Regions from separate parts of the Hordeum vulgare genome. Here region 2 is linked to region 1. The links are chromatin contacts, called in public Hi-C maps. All regions are on one chromosome and are shown on one strand. Each heading gives the region's core, a stretch centred on a gene start, on an enhancer-like site or on the middle of the called end of the contact. The rest is flanking DNA. Distances are from core to core; before and after follow the strand shown. Region 1 holds the start of LOC123427117 (homeobox protein Hox-B3-like). Region 2 holds the start of LOC123427118 (protein NLP2-like).

Evidence for each region. A called contact is a pair of places that touch in the nucleus more often than the background predicts.
Region 2: a Hi-C map of leaf shows a contact between it and region 1, with 5 times the contacts expected there. The contact joins the promoter of LOC123427118 here to the promoter of LOC123427117 in region 1. A contact is called at or near these places in 4 of 6 Hi-C or Micro-C datasets (leaf, seedling and an unstated tissue) and 1 of 1 datasets of contacts at active chromatin or transcription factors (embryo).

The regions. Positions count from the first base shown.
Region 1 is chr2H:543,098,140-543,100,829 of MorexV3_pseudomolecules_assembly, forward strand. It overlaps LOC123427117 (homeobox protein Hox-B3-like), which reads right to left and starts at 1,339. Exons shown (of 7, transcript XM_045111072.1): 1 at 999-1,339. The coding sequence starts at 1,213.
Region 2 is chr2H:543,421,698-543,424,387 of MorexV3_pseudomolecules_assembly, forward strand. It overlaps LOC123427118 (protein NLP2-like), which reads left to right and starts at 1,366. Exons shown (of 5, transcript XM_045111074.1): 1 at 1,366-2,690. The coding sequence starts at 2,345.

The DNA of each region.
Region 1 (2,690 bases), core at 89-2,588:
AGACATTATCTCTCCTACCCCACAAGACTTATCACTGATAACATCCCTATTGCTTATGAGTGTGCCCAGAAGATTAAAAACAAAAGATCAGGGCAGGCAGGATTATGTGCAGTGAAATTGGATATGCACAAGGCTTTATGACCGTGTGGAATGGTTTTTCTTGAGGAGCATGATGCAGAAACTTGGGTTTCATGAGAAATTGATCGAAATGATGATGGCATGTGTTAGCTCAATGAGGTATAATGTGAGATTTAATTCTCAAGAGATGGATATTTTCACTCCTACAGGGGGTGTCAGAAGGTCTTTCTAGTATGTTGCAGTATGGAGAAAAAGTTGGTAGCATGGATGAGATTAGAGTGTGTAGAAGTGCATCTGTAAACATCACACGTTTTATTTACTGATGATTCTCTAACTCTCATGAGAGCTATGTGTTAAATGCAACTTCTTGCAACATGTACGAGACACCTATTGTCAAAGTTCAGTACAGATGGTTAGTTTGGCAAAGCCAAGTATATTTCTTAGCCCAAATACTAATGACAATTCTGGAGCGGAGATTTCCCAAGTCCTGCATATCGATACTGAGGGATTTTCATATAAATACATAGGACTTCCAGCTATGGCGGGGGCTGATAGGGTGGATAATACTCCCTCCGTCCCATAATATAAGAGCATTTTTGACACTAATATAGTGCAAAAAATGCTCTTATATTATGGGACAGAGGTAGTATATGTTGTGAGAACATTATTCACATGTCCAAATACCCCTACCATTTCAAGAAGAAGCATATTCACATGTCAACCCGAGGGGGGGAAGATTGATTAATCTGAGCCCAGAAGGAGGTAGTGGCAACCTGTAATCTCCAATACATGATACAGAACCTAGCTAATTCTCAAAGTTCTCGACGAATTATAGCCACAGACGTCCGAAGTAAGAACTCAAACCCTCCGCCTCATCGAAATTGACGGAATCCCAAAACCCGCGCGACCCAACAACTCACTTGACGAGCAGCTCGTCGAGGATGGCCTGCTCCTCCGGCGTCCACTCCCGCGACAGGCCCGGGTCGTGCCGGAGCGCCGCCGCCGTGCCTCCGGGGCTAGGGTTTGCTCCCCCTCCCCCGCCCCCACCTCCTCCTCCGCCGCCGCCGCCGCCGCTAGAGTGGGACCCGTTCTGGGCGGCGGCGCTGGCGGGCGGCGGGTGCCCGTTGGCGCCCATGCCTCCCAATTGGCGCGAATATTTTTGGCTCCCCTGGAGAAGCTGGAGCTGCTGCTTCTGAGCGAGTGTTGGGGGAGCTCCTGTCTCTCCTCTTCCCGCTACGAGTGGATGTGGGGAATAAACAAGGTTTTCCTTTTATTTTGGGGATCTTCTCGATCCATTTGGGGTGTATATGCTGCAGCCGTTCGCACTGTGCGACCGTAGTGGTACGAGGCAGTGTTTTCTTTTCAAAACTGCCCCTTCTTTGCGGAAAACCAGCGTCTTTTAGGGTGTAAAACTAGTGTTTGCTAGTAGTAAATGTGTAGGTAAAATGCCTATTGATATTAGGTAGGGTATTAATTGCATGTAGATATTAGGCAGGATACTAATTATATATCGATACTCCCTCCGTCCCATAATACGCTCTTATACTATACGGGACGGAGAGAGTATTAGTTATGATGTTCCGTTGTTTTTCTAACGTTAATACTTATTTGATAGATAAAACTCTAGGCGTTCGTCATTGGAGTAAGCTAGGTCTTTAGATTGGCATAGCTTGATGATCGCTATTAGCTGAAGTCTTTTTGGGCCATTTTATTTTAATATATAGAATTTTATGATTTTACAACTACTAGTAAAAGGAAGCAACTCTATATATGACAAACCCATAAATGACAGAAGAAAAAAGAATTAACAGAACTTGCTAAATGTTTTTGGAGTTGTTAGACATACACCCCTTGCAAAGATCAAATGCAACTTGGTTGAAAAATGATGGCCACCGCTTTTTTCGAGACTTATGCATCGGCTATGAATAGGAACTAACTTAACAGAAGAAGAAAATTAAGCATGAATCATATTTTACGCATTTTTAAAGCTCATTTGTTGCGTGTTCTTTTATATATCATTTTTATTGAACCAAATAGTTGTCCATTGTGCATGTTTATAGGTATTTCTATTTATCATTGTGAGCATTGTACATTTAGTGTTTTATGTAGTTTTTACAAGTTTTTTTTCTTGTGTCTACATGTGTTTTGGACCAACCTAGGACCAAGCATGATGAGAAAACAAGGATGGGTTTGATACGGAGCATACTTGACCAAATGGGTCGGCCCGGCATGGCCCGCTAGAATCGTGCCTGGCACGGCACGGCCCGCTAGCCGTGGCACGTTTATTAAACGGGTCGTGTCGTGCCGGCCCACGTGCCCGGGGTCCAAGCCCAAGCACGGCACGGGGGCTATACGGGTCGGTCCGTCGACACGCTAGGCCCGTTGGCCTCCTAGGATTTTAGTATTTTAGGCCGTTATTTTGACCGATTTCGGCCTGTTCGGCTATTATTTGGGCCGATATTGACATACTGGGCTGTTTTTTGGTTTGATTTTGATCTATTGGGATTTTCTTATCTTATGTATATAAAAAATAAAAATAAAAAATAAAAAGGTAAACGGGTCGTGTCGTGCCGGCCCGCGTGCCCAGCCTCCAGGCCCAAGCACGGTCCGAG
Region 2 (2,690 bases), core at 116-2,615, 320 kb after region 1:
CCTTTTCAGGTGGTGCAACGGGTCGGTCAAGTGGCGTACAAGCTTCGACTACCAGCCTCACGCATCATCCACCTGGTCTTCCACGTATCACAGCTACGTCAAGATCTACCACCAACTGAGCAAGCACTGCAGGAGCTACCTTCCGAAGCAGCGAACAGTCCAGAAACGGTGGAGATCATCGACACCCGTCTTCATATCCGGGGGGACAAGTCAGGTACCACAAGTGCTCATCCGATGGACTGATCAACCGGCGCCAGTGGCGACTTGGGAGGACCGTGACGAGCTCCAGCATCACTACCTGACTGCTCCAGCTTGGTGACAAGCTGTGTCTCAAGATGGGGGCCCAGCCAGAGGAGCAAGGCCGCGAGAAGACGCAGATGGCCTGCAAGCCCAACCCACGCTACACCGGCCAAACCTGGGGGACGTGACTACTTATGCAGAGGCATCGACAACAGAGAGACCAGGCAGGAAGTAGGCAGCGGCGACGGCGACTCTCAACCCGATCCCCTTTTCTCTCTGTATCCCAGGAACCTTAGCTCGAATTCGTCAGATTCCATTGAAATCAGACCTTGTACCTAGTCGGAGCGTAACAGGTAGTGTCCCTTTGCGACGACGGAGACAACTCAAGTGTTGCCCAAAGTATGTCCAGTGGATGCAACCGACCCTCAATGCTTGCTTGGTGTGGCCCTCCTTCCGTGTTCTTAGTTGGCTAGTTAGTTTGGGCGTAATGCTGGTTGTCGGCACCAGCGCTACTGCTGGTGCCTTTGTATTGTTCTGCCTACTGCCTCGTATCTTTCTTTCCGCTTTGCTTTGCACCTCTTTTGTAATGTGATGTTCTTGTAATCCTGATCAGTTGATAGCTTTATTAATTCAAAATCGAAACTCTTATCGAAATGGACCGACGTCTTTTCCTTAAAAAACATCTTAAATTAAATCCTAGAAATGGCACCACTCTTTAAAAACATAGCACAACAACAAAACTTTCACAAATACTCATTTATATAAAAGCGCGTGCACACAATCTATCCGTACAATTACCTACGAAGACCGAATCCACGCATTTTGAGATTGAGGAGCTCAGCACATGTGCTTGTAGCAAGGGATTGTCGAGGGAAAGGACGTCATCTCCCATCGTCGAATGACCTAAAATAAATTTAAAATATTAAAAGTACCCATGCCAATCTAAGATTTAAATTCGAGTAAACCAACTCCATCAGAAGAAAGGTAATTATGTGAGCTACTCTCGGTTTGGCAGAAGCGACAAATCAGGCCGCGTCAAGCTTGCTGCAGCAGAGGAATTCGTTCCGTATGAGTTTGCGATACCACTACCATTTCCTGTGCCAAAACAGAGGAAGAGAACCCAAGGCCAGAAAAAATCAGCCAGCCGAGTTAATAATTTATCATTTAAAGAGGGCGGCCGTGAGCGTGAGCCGAGCCGGGAAGAATCCGCTGCGGGGGAGTAGAAAAACAACTACTCTAGCTCAAAGCCAGCGACCGGGCTAGAGAATTTCCAACCTCCAATCCAAGCCTCGCCTCCTCTCTCTCCCAGCAACTAGCAGCCTCCGATTCTCCCCTCCCGCCGTCTCCTCAGATCTGCGCCGCCGCGCCGCCTCCTCGTCAACCCGTCGTCCTTATCCCCGCCGCCAGCCGAGGAGTGGCGGCCGCCGCTAGGTTGCTTCCGTCCGGGTTGGCGCTATCGGCGGCGGCGGAGGCTGCCGGGCTTTTTTGGGACCAGCAAATGGTTCCGGAACTGGGGCTTGGAGGCTTCCAGTTCCGTGTGGTCTGGTGATTGGGCCCAGCCGGGACATGGTTGGCTCTGCCGGCTCGAATTGGAGGTTCTGAGTTACGCCGAATTTTGTTTCGTCAGAGGAGCTGATTTGGTGAAGCTGTTTCAGGCGGCGGCTGATTTTGGGGGAATAATCTTCCGGAATCTCCTCCTTTTGGTTGCCTCCGTGCTCAATTTTCAGAATATAGAGCGTCTTTGATTACCGAGCTTCTGTCTTGTGCGCTCGCTCCTTCCTTCGTCAGAAAACAGGGCTTCTGCAGCTGCTTTTTCATCCAAAGGTTTGACCTTTTGAGTTGAGTTCTTGTGCCGATGATGAACTGCTGATCTAGGAGTCTTGGAGTGTGCGCAGTCACTGTATCGATTCAGTGGAAGAAAAGCAGTCTCCTGTTCAGATTCTGCCTATTAAATCAGTCCATGTGTTGCAGTACGAAGATTCTGCTTTGACAGGACGCACACTGCTGCGACCCTTCTTTATCTGCTCCCCAACACAGCACACCGAAACCTTATTGTCCCACAGGAGTGGATAAGTATCTGGAACCAACCGAGTGCAGCACAGCCATGGATGTGCCTCTGCCTTCACAGTCCAGCCGTGCTGGATGCAATGGAAGCGTCGGCAGCCCGTCGGATGATCCATATGGCGTTACGGCCATGATGAACTTTGATGGGTACTCAGAGCTCTGTGGCAGCCCTTCGATAGCTGATCAGCTATTCTCGTTACTGAACGATTCGTCCGCACAGCAGATGTTTGCTATGTGGTCATCCTTGGGATCTTCGCCGCGCGCTTCTGGTGTCAGTGAAGATATGCAGCTTGATGCATATTCCAGTGGACCTGGGGATCAAAAGGTTGATTTGGTATCTTCGGTGAATCCAGCCGAAGCTGGGACTGGGAGAGTGGCCAAGAGTT